Regions from separate parts of the Gasterosteus aculeatus genome. Here region 1 is linked to region 2. Evidence: chromatin contacts called from public Hi-C data. All regions are on one chromosome and are shown on one strand. Each heading gives the region's core, a stretch centred on a gene start, on an enhancer-like site or on the middle of the called end of the contact. The rest is flanking DNA. Distances are from core to core; before and after follow the strand shown. Region 1 holds the start of LOC144409476. Region 2 holds the start of dnajc12 (DnaJ (Hsp40) homolog, subfamily C, member 12).

Region 1 (5,846 bases), core at 1,202-3,701, 400 kb before region 2:
CCTACAAAGCTAACATCCCCAATCTCGCTGTATTCCTACTCCGAAAAAGAATGGGGTCTTCCAGGTGGAAGGTAGCAGCTGCGGCTTTTCTCGCTATAGTGGGCTCTTTATTATCTGTCGACGCAGATGAACACGAACACACGGTAAGACGGCGTTTGGAGAGAGGCCGATTGAAAAGGGGGAGCCTTGAAAGTAATGGACGTTTGTGTGTGTGTGTGTGTGTGTGTGTAGCATGCTTATTTTATTTTATTATTTTATTTTATTTTAAAATCATTAAACAATCTCAGGTATCCCCTGGAGTGCCTTCACGTACCTCCAGGGGTACACGTCCCTCAGTTTGAGAACCACTGCTCCAATGCACGTGTTTGGTGACAATGTGACCCCCTTGTAGTATCGCCTCACCTGAGACATCACAGTCACTTGAGAACTCTGCAATTTTCACCCAACTTGTCACAATTGAAAATGGATTTCTCTGTTACTTCCCCCAGAGCCTGTCTGACGGTGACATGAGCAAGTTCAGTCTCATCCATCAACCGTGAGTAAAACCTTCACTCCACTGTCACCACACACCTCAACCAAACACCTCCCCGTCTTCTTGGCTCACCTCCCTCCCCTCGTTGTTCTGTCACCTGCATTTTACTTGTTGTCAAGGGAGTAAAACATAGCAGGCTCTTCATATCCCATTGGATACTTCAATTATTTCAGTTATTTTAGTTGTTTTAATGTACTGGAGTTAAGGGGTATAGTATAATATATAAAAACCTACACACGTGTGTCTATTGAACCGAAAGATGGTTGCGTAAAATAAAAAAAATAAAAAAGTATTTGAAGGAGTTTTAATTAAACAACAGATCCATTCTCTGGCAAAAAAACTTTTAATAATATAATAATAATTGTTAATGTTTTAATAATGGCGGTATTGTGCTATGAAACCGGAAATGTGAGATGCCGTAAAGCAGGGGTCTCAAACTCGCGGCCCGCGGGCCAATTGCGGCCCTCGGGACGATATTTTGTGCCCCCATCCTTAATATGAAAGTGTAATGTTAGTGCGGCCCGCAAGTTTTATACTGTAACCCCACTGTCAGCTGCTGTGTGGGACATGTTATGATGTTCTGGTTTCCTACTGTGTGCTTGTCCAGTGAACGTGGCATGCATGTGACTGACATGGGGGGCGGGTCGTGTGTGTCGGCCGAGGTGCAGAGAGCAGGAGGGTGAAATTCAGTTTCCTGCCCTCTTTCGCGCAGGTGATAATGTGACTAACCGTTAGCATCGCTCGTTTAATAAAGTTTTCCTTTACGACTCACACTAACAACGCATGAAGCATCTGACGTCACCGACGAGCGTCTCCGTCCATTACTACGCAGCTTCGATTCACGTAACTTCACGTTTGGCTATAAAGGAATTCCACGGTCACATGACCTTAGGTCTCCCCCGCTGAGTTAGAGGACTAGTGTTGTAGTCTCATTCGAACCGATCCCCCAGGGTGGGGTTCAATGACTGCTTTTGAAAGTGAGTGTTAAGTTGTGTTATTGTCGACCATGCCGTTCGGACGCTAGTCTGGCCCGCGTTTGGTTGAAGTGGGCTGCATCTGGCCCGCAGCTGATTTGAGTTTGAGACCCCTGCCGTAAAGGATGTAGTTAGCAGACCAATCACAGCAAGGGCCTCTTGCGTCTGCGTCTCTCTGAAAACGCAGAAGCATAAACTAGGCTTAACGGACGCGGTGATGTGGGGTTTGTTTGTGGGATCAAACACCGGCATGACATTTTCTACGTTTTGACCCAAACATTGTGAATGAAAAGTTATAATTGTGGGAACAAGATAGTGTTGTTTTTCAAAAATAAAATCCCCTTGGATTTCCCAGTTTATTTTGAATTTGAATATTCTGCTCAGCCAATCAAAACTCCGGAACCTGTACTGGTCTCTGATTGGACATACTTCAAAGGGATCACATCACAGAAGCGATGACATCAAGCTGTAACAGCCAATGATATTGCAGCACACATTCACAGAAGCGATGACATCAAGCTGTAACAGCCAATGATATTGCAGCACACATTCACAGAAGCGATGACATCAAGCTGTAACAGCCAATGATGCAGCACGCATTCACAGAAGCGATGACATCAAGCTGTAACAGCCAATGATGCAGCACATATTCACAGAAGCGATGACATCAAGCTGTGACAGCCAATGATGCAGCACGCATTCACAGAAGCGATGACATCAAGCTGTGACAGCTAATGATGCAGCACGCATTCACAGAAGCGATGACATCAAGCTGTGACAGCCAATGATATTGCAGCACACATTCACAGAAGCGATGACATCAAGCTGTGACAGCCAATGATGCAGCACGCATTCACAGAAGCGATGACATCAAGCTGTGACAGCCAATGATATTGCAGCACGCATTCACAGAAGCGATGACATCAAGCTGTGACAGCCAATGATATTGCAGCACGCATTCACAGAAGCTATGACATCAAGCTGTGACAGCCAATGATGCAGCACGCATTCACAGAAGCTTATCACACTGGAACATCCACAGACATTCCATTAGAATCTCAGAGGGGGAGAGAGTCAGTCAAGTTCAAGTCACTGCACAAGTAAGACGAACATTTAGTTCTCGTCGAGACAGATTCAGTCTTTCATTAAGAACCATTTCAGATACACTGGCCCACAGTTTTTCACATAAAGACACAGCCATGAACCCTCTTCCAGGACAAATCAGAGAGGGACACAGTCTTTCAGAGATTATCACAGAAACGTCCACTCTCTCTCCAAGCCATCCAGGACCTCCACCCAGAGTTCCGATTAAAACTGAACTATGTTGTGCCAAGTACAAGATCATCAGGCTGACAGAGCAGGTAAGTGAGCTGTGGGAGTTTAAAAGGAAAATTCTCCTTGAACGGGAGAAAAAGATGGAAGACCGCATGGAGATAATTGCCGACAATGAGGCAGAGAAACTGAAACTCCTGAAGACCAGAAACGACCAGAGCAAAGAGATCGGTGGTCCTCACAGCCCACCCAAACGTCCAATCAGATGTCGGGTGAAAACAAATTTCTTTCGCACCGTGGCCAATTACGGGGAGCTGACACAGAAGGTGGAGACCGTCAGAAGACAGGAAGCCGAAATAAGCCATCTGGAGGAGAGTCTACACCTGCAGAATGAGAAGGTGGAAGAGTACAACGCAGTACAAAAGATGGAAGACCACATGAAGGACATAATTGCCAACAATGAGGCAGAGAAACTAAAACTCCTGAAGACCAGCAACGACCAGACCAAAGCGATTGGTGGTCCTGAGAGCCCACCCAAATGTCCAATCGAATGTCTGGTGAAAAAAGATTTATGTTGCTCCGTGGCCGAGGTCAGCGAGCTGACACAGAAGGTGGAGGATCTGGAGCTGACCGTCAGAAGACAGGAGACCGAAATAAGCCATCTCAAGGAGAGTCTACACCTGCAGAATGAGAAGGTGGAAGAGTACAACGCAGTAAAAAAGATGGAAGACCACACGAAGGACATAATTGCCAACAATGAGGCAGAGAAACTAAAACTCCTGAATACCAGCAACGACCAGAGCGAAGAGATCGGTGGTCCTGAGACCGATTTCTGTCGCGCCGTGGCCAAGGTTGGCGAGCTGATACAGAAGGTGAAGGATCTGAAGGAGACCGTCAGAGGACAGGAGGCCGAAAAAAGCCATCTTGAGGAGAGTCTACACCTGCAGAATAAGAAGGTGGAAAAGTACAACGCCCTGGAGAAGAGAGCATTGGACTTGGAGAACACTGTAGCATCCTGGAAGATAGCCCACAGGTCCCTTGGTGAGAAGTTTAGGGCGGAGATTTCCAAGAACAAACCGTTGAGGGAGGAGAACGTGATCCTCGAGGACATCTGCTTGTACCTCAAAAAGAAGAGCCTTGGGGTCTTTGGAAGACAGATGGAGGACAGAGACACTGAGCTTGAGAAGCTCCGAAGGAAACTGCGAGAGGGGAAGACGAGAGAAACGCGACCAGGTTTCTTCAGGCAGCTATTAAGGAGGAGCCCTGACCGCTCTCCTTCAGCCTACAATCCACTGGTCCAGCCCTCTACGTCCCCCCTCTCTCACCAAAGCTTAATAAGATTAAAGAGAGAGTTAGACATGTAAAACACCCATAATCTATCATGGATCTAACCAGTCCCTGATACATACACAACAGTGTCCTCCCATCTGCCCTCCAGTCTACACCTGGCACAGCCCTCATCAGATTCAGCACCTTCCTGAGCACATTCATTCACTGATCCCTCCATCGTCAACTTCCGTCCTTCCCGCTCACGCAAGTACTTGAACTTGATCCAATCAGCCTTCTCAAAACACCACCTCTTGCCATGACCTCGGCTCTGCATACACACACCAGCCTCAAACCTACCAACAATAGGGTAATAATCACTCCCTACGGTGGAGTCTCATCACTCGCAACTCACACCTCCCTGCCATAGACGCAGACACCCACATTGGATCTAAACAGGATTCAGTCCCTTTCCCTATATTTACCCTAGTACCACCCCCCCCCCCCCCCATTAACACATACCATCCCACAACCCTCCATACATTCCTCCACCACTGCCCCATTACTATCCGTGTGTCCACCTCCCCATATCTCACTATGTGCATTAAAGTCCCCACACCAAATCACCTTTCCACCCCCACCACACCTACCCATTACATCTAGCTGCTCTGCACAGAGGCATACAAGGGTTATAAAAATGTAACACCACTATGCCGCCTTCATTCCTGCACACCTCTATCCCGACACACTCTGCATCGTTTACCTCCACTACTACTGTATGCCAGTCCGTCCTCAACAAACTTAGCACATCCCCCACCTACACCCTCTATCCTATCCTTCCTTACAGCAAGAAACCCTGGAATTGCAAACTCTAGCATTGGTTTTAGCCACGTTTCCTGCACACAAATTACATTGGGCACTACATCTAACCCATATACATATTTCTTAAACTCCTGCCCGTTAGCTACTAAGCTTCTTGCATTCCATTGTCACAGCACCAGTGTTACAACCCCTGTTCTGTGTATAGGTATGTGTTCTGTTTTGTGTGTGTGTGTGTGTGTTCATACAGGTGGTACTGATCATCCATGATCTCCGTTCATCTTGGCTCCACCCACTCTCGTTACCCGGTTCAGCTGTTTCCACTCATCTCCAATCCCATCATGCCCTTCTGTCAGTATATGTACCCCTGTGTTTGGTTCACCCGAAGAAGGGTGTCACTCCGGTTGTGTGTATGGAGTGCTGGTGTATGGTAGTTATTTAGTTCTGGTGATTTGGTGTACTGTGTATTCAATTAATTGTGTTTTTTCTTTGTTATTTGTCTTACAGGGGGATGAGGAGTAGTTTAGCCCTGCTCCGGAGTTTACATACCTGCACGTAGGGTTACTCTCCTGTCTAACAACACTAGCTACACCTGGCTGGGCCACCTACTGTAAGTTTGGTTAGGGCGCCTTGTTAGTGTGCCAGTTAGTGGTTTTCGTTGGGAGATAGGACAGGTAAGGGGGTGGGAGGCATTTTGTTCTTTTCTTTGCTTTGGTACCGCCAGCCCTCCTCATTTCCCCTGTTAACAGCGCTTAAAAAAAAGCCTGCTTACCCCAACTTCAGGTATTGTTTTCTTGCACCTACGACGCCATACCCGTTTACTGGTCACAGGACGTCCTCGGCAGTGGCGTGAATCCCACTCCCCTCAGTGACAGTGGCATCACATACTACTGCTATCCACATCCCCACTCTTTTACCTGTGCACTGTTGTCTTGTCTGTCTACTGTCGCGCCCTAACCGCCAAGACAAATTCCTGTATGTTT
Region 2 (5,461 bases), core at 1,025-3,524:
GCATCACCTCAGGGGCAAACAATTTATCATATGGATACTGTGTGAAATGCAAAAATGGAAAAGATATGATGCGCATTTTAGTGTATATTTCTTCTTGTTCGTCTTCACCTGTGACCAAAACCATGCAACATAGGCGGGCAAATCCAAAGCTATACGTGAGCATGTTTAGTTTTTCATACCTCATTTCAACAAAGTATAGAATCCTGTTACATCATACATCTGGGGCTTGGAGGGCAATTAAATCAGTCATTTTTATCCAATTTTTTGTGACGTGGATCAGTAAACGAACCTTAGCAAACTTGAAAAAGGGTCTTGGGTCCCGTCTGAAATATTCAATGTCAAACATAGCTTGAGGGTCTGGAAGATCTGGAAAATCTACAGCAAGCCGTGCATAAATTCCATCTCTGGAGCGGAAATCGGGTATTCCACATGAAACGGACACCTAAAAAAAAAAAATTAGAAATTCACAAACAAGATCACAAGTCTGTATCAAACATACAGACTTAATATCATTGGTTTTATGCATTTACTCAAACACATAGTAATTCAAACAGTAGCACTGTTAAATACACACCCCAGCACCAGTCAGCACAAGGATCCTTTTACTTTCATGCAGTAGCCTGACCACATCTTCTAAGGTGTTGATATCTTTCCGCTTCTTTCTTTTTGGAGGTTCTGAGATGTTGATGATAATCTGCCACAATGTCATGTCGTCTAAATCGGGCGGGAGTACAGTCTCGGGCAGCAGATCCCTCAGAATGGTCCTTGGGTCCGTGTCTCTGATCTGCGGCTGGATGTAACCGTAGGAGCCTGGCGGAGAACACAGTGACAACAGGTCTGCTAGACGGCTGAGGCCACTGCAATGGAGTCAGAAGATGCTGAGGACTGTCCTCGTCATACTGGAGACGTCAGATCGAATCTGTTACCTATTTGCGGTTGAGGAGTCCAGTCGCTGGAGCTCGCATGCGAGGAGCGGTCGTCGTCCTCGTTGATGTGGTCCGGCGTGCCAGCGGGTCCGCTGGAGGACAACTCGTCCTGTCCGAGGACATCTGAGCGCAGAGAGGTTTGGTTAAAGGAATGTATAAAGCTAGCGGGTACGTGCGCAATGCTCGTTCACAGGCGATACAACGTAACATCGTTACGGGACAGAGATGCCTAAAACACGCTAAAGTGTCTCCCAAAGTTTAGTGCCGTGAAGGGACTTCAAACGTTCTCACTGTCATTTTCAGCGTGGACAAACTAGGAAAAAAGTTTCAGCCTTGAGAAGTAGCTAAAGTTAACCGGCACGTCTCCTAAGTTGGACACACGTATTCAACTGTGTTTTAACTGACGTTAAGTTAGTTGGCAATTAACGTTTCAAACTTCAAACCGTTTTAACTGTTACTTGCTAAAAAAAACAAGCTTTTCCCACTACGGTTCGCGTAAAAACTTGTAGCTTAGTTAGACGTCCGTCTCTTGACATACCAGCGCTGTCCTCGCGTTTCGCGACTGGAATGAGCGGCTCGAAGTCCAGCAGTCCCAGTCCATTGTTGTCTCCGCCTGGCGCTGCCGGGGCCTGCTCCACCGCCATCGCCGGCTTTGCTTCCTTCTCCGCTGTTTGCGTACAATTAATCGCCGCTTCCCGGCTCTCTTTGGCCACGGAAAAACACGGCGGGCGGTCTTCGTGAGCGACTTTGAATCCGTTGTTCGTTATCGGACAGATTTTCGACCTTTTTGCAGCAGGTTCTTCCATATCGGATCCGCCTGAAAAGGCCATTCCGAGACTAGTCTCGCCGTCCGCCATCTTCAACCCGCAGAGCCGCCGAGCAGATCCTTCCTCTCGGACAGCTGTCTCATTGCTCAGCGCACGTGACTTATTCTCCACCAGTAGACACGGGCGGAACGTCCCCCTTTACGTCAATGACGTAAAACCATAACAAAATATCGCTGCCTTCAGGCTCTGTCCGAATAATTGCTATCGAATCAAAGTACTCACGAGACGGGAATAAAACGCAAACGTCAGACATAGCGGGAGCAGCATATATGAGCTATGTCGATAAATGTGTTTGTGCGGCATTAGCATATTGCATCTTTGATAATAAACTAAATGCCTCCTGTAGACTTTTCTATTTAATTTGGCCACATACTTGACACCGCATGATATGGAGCCCAGTCATTACAGATATGATTAGGTTATTGGTAGTAAGTATTTTGTCTCCTAATTTTGAGGACTACTTTTGCATTAATTCTATGTCCAATGAACCGTCAACACTTCGAGCTGTCGTTTCGACACCTGAATGCATCACACGTCATACAGCGAAAACGGATCGTTGAATTTTCGCCGCAACTCAGAACAGATCCTCGACCATTTTTATTTGTCAGTTGGACATTAAATACTGAACGCTAACTGGTAAAACAATTAAAATTAATTGAAGCCGATCCAAACGCCTTGAAGCCAACATATGTTAACCAGGACTGCAAACATTCAAGCTGCTCCGTGACAACAGACCATTAACGTTATAAGTGTTATGGAGACTATTCTCAACTGCAGACCAGAGGACTGGGATGATTACTACTTGTTATTAGGATGTGATGAATTGTCGACGGTAAGTTATTGCTTGTGTGTTTGAGGATCAGCCTATTTGTATATGTGCATCAACAAACCAAGACATCAAGATACTGACTGAAGAATTCAGAAGTTAAAGATAACGTAGAATGCTGGATGCAGGTAAAATATCAGCTGCCTCTAAACTTAAATCTGATTGAATTGCGCATGTAGATGTTCGTCTGATCCTGCAGCTCCAGCAGTACAATATGTCAGAGGAACTAGTGCGTCATAGAGATTCTTTGTCGGGTGGGTCTCAGTGTTTTTCCTTATTAACGTTAATTCATTTAGTCAACATGGGAACATGAAGGAAACATACGATTCACCGAGTGTTATAGAGGTTATGTTGATAATGTCCATAGACAGTTTCCTAGCAGCAGTAAGTGTTTGAGTTACGAGTACAAGGATCGGCATAGATCAATACGTTTTACAAGGAACCCCCCCTTAAAAATACAATATTCATTTCACGTTGTTTTATCAGTGGGTTGCCCTTGATAACCAAATAAGTGACTTATTACCGAATTACAAATATTTATATTAGCAAAAGCTAATTTTTTGTGTAATTTCCTTGCAGCATGAACAGATTCTGACTGAATACAAGATCCGAGCCTTGGCTTGTCATCCAGACAAACACCTGAACCATCCAAGAGCAGGTAGATCAGTCAATCCTTGCTTTTACACCGCAGAGTCTCAGATACACATAATCATTTTTAATGATTACTTATTCCACAAACACGTAATGCCTCTTTCGGATGTCTTGACTTCAAAGCAAATTATGTTAATGTGGAGCTGCAACTGCATAGAAACCAGGATCCTTTCTCTAATATGGTAGGCATAATAAACCACCTTAGACCCTGATATTTTCTTTCTTTCTGGCAGTGGCAGATTTCCAAAAGCTGCAGGAAGCCAAAGAGGTTTTATGCAATGAAACCAAAAGAAAAAACTATGACCTTTGGAGAAGAAGTGGAGTAACTGTGTCTTTTCATGACTGGCAACCCTTGAATGACACTGTTAAAACTGTATGTAATGTTTTAACTTGAAAATACAAACACAGTCAACAAAAACACACACACAAGCATGTGTGTGCATATATGTGTATGTGTGTGTCCTCATTTAATTCAATGAGAAAGTGTGTCCAAAGTTTTGACTGTTTCAGTGTATACAGTGTGTGTGCGTGCGTGCGTCTGCGTGCGTATACAAGTAGTGTAAAGTGTTTAATTTAGAAAAGCGTGGTGATTTATATGGCCATTTGTTTTCAGTCAATGCACTGGGCTTTGAAAAATAAGAAGGAACCAATGTTGGAGGCTTCCAATGCTGGGAGTGTCCCTTTGCAAGCGGAGGACCTTCATTCTGACCAAGAAGCTCAGAGGATCTCCTCATGTGATGCTATTCCTTCTACAAGTAAGTGAATTTTTGAATATTCTCAAAGGAAGGAAAAGTATCAATTTGCTACTAAAGTGCAAACATTTACGAGTGTGGAAGAGACAATACGCATATTAAATTCCTGGTTTTCACTTTTTTGCGGCAGATATTAAACATGCTGGTACCTCTTCCATTCACAGCTACGGTATTTTTACCCTGAAGTTATGGCCTAAAATAAGCCTGGAAAACATTTTTGGATAGAGGGAGAACGTATGCTGCTTAAGTTTCCCTCTGCTGTGAGATTTAGGCCATTGAATTTAATAAATAAATGAAAATGGGGCGCTACGTTCAAACCAACCTTTTTTACAAAGTATGTGTGCGTTTTCGGAAGAAGTTTAAACCGACCCTGTGGTTTTGATTTTATATCAGAGTTTTCAGCTCCAGGGGGCCAGAAGTGTATCTGCTCCTTTTTCAAATTAAACTGGGTTGGCCTTGGCAACTAAATAAAGACCCACGGCGATGCAAGTGTATGTAGCAGGAAGCCCGAAGCAGAACCCGAATGCAAAAAGGACAATTTTAAAATGCTGCATTTCCATAGTAACTCTTTACCAGACAGCATACTATCTCTGCCTTCCTTCTATAACCACCCCCCTTGACATAAGATGATCAACACCAAAACGATAATTTGCATGCATCAAAATGTGCAAAGTTGGAAAATACCTTTCATAACCTCAGTGACAAGCAGGATCATGTTTTTCACCAGTATATTGCCATTGTTAATTTATTCTTAATGCAATAAAACTATTATCATCTATTATTATCATCAACTATTATTCATTCCATTCAGTAATGTATGTATTCTTCTTACAGTATTAAACCCAACTAAATGTCTTTTGTCCTCATTAGGTGATTACTGCCATCAACGTTTCCGTTGGGCTGCTGACTCCCCATCTAGTCTGCTGCAGAAGTTTAGAAATTACGAAATATAAACACATGTGTTTAATAAGTGAAATACTTTTGTAACTTTCTTGTGTCTTAGTCAGTTGGGGCCCTAATTGTTGTGTATGATCTGTAAATCATTCAACTGTTGGTTTTCGTGAGCTAAACAATAAATGTGTCTGTTGTATCAGATTCTTTGTCAAGCAAAAATGTAAATGATGTGAATAATGTATTTTGTCAATCGTTTTGCTAATTTGATCAATATGTTCACTAACACACACAATGCAGATAACTCATCTGGGATTATACTGGAGCCCCTTAAGTCTGTCATGTGTATTTCTGTGATGCTGTTAAGTCCATTGGGAACATAAAACTGAAGCATCCGAATTCCATTGATTTGTATTATTATGCAAGACTATGTTTTGTGAGATGTCGATCAAAATGCCAATCCAAACTATCTAATGGTACTAAATGTTGACGATTACATGGGAACCTTAAAAAGATTGTTAAATCGTTACTTTTATCATTGTCATCCATATCTTGAAATATTAACTGGCGTGGAAGGTCCATTCGACG

Evidence for each region. Hi-C and Micro-C count contacts between places; a contact is called where the count stands out from the background.
Region 1: a contact with region 2 is called in a Hi-C map of skeletal muscle, with 14 times the contacts expected there. The contact joins the promoter of LOC144409476 here to the promoter of dnajc12 in region 2. A contact is called at or near these places in 2 of 6 Hi-C or Micro-C datasets (skeletal muscle and tail fin).

The regions. Positions count from the first base shown.
Region 1 is chr6:4,917,967-4,923,812 of fGasAcu3.hap1.1, reverse strand. LOC144409476 reads left to right here and starts at 2,451. Exons shown (of 1, transcript XM_078104543.1): 1 at 2,451-4,861. The coding sequence starts at 2,706. The coding sequence ends at 4,142. It overlaps LOC144409477 (a long non-coding RNA gene), which reads left to right and starts at 4,946. Exons shown (of 2, transcript XR_013467933.1): 1 at 4,946-5,214; 2 at 5,371-5,640.
Region 2 is chr6:4,520,297-4,525,757 of fGasAcu3.hap1.1, reverse strand. It overlaps dnajc12 (DnaJ (Hsp40) homolog, subfamily C, member 12), which reads left to right and starts at 2,274. Exons shown (of 5, transcript XM_040177796.2): 1 at 2,274-2,585; 2 at 3,159-3,237; 3 at 3,464-3,603; 4 at 3,844-3,985; 5 at 4,853-5,077. The coding sequence starts at 2,508. The coding sequence ends at 4,935. sirt1 (sirtuin 1) reads right to left here and starts at 2,034. Exons shown (of 9, transcript XM_040177770.2): 1 at 1,465-2,034; 2 at 927-1,049; 3 at 575-810; 4 at 290-442. The coding sequence starts at 1,783.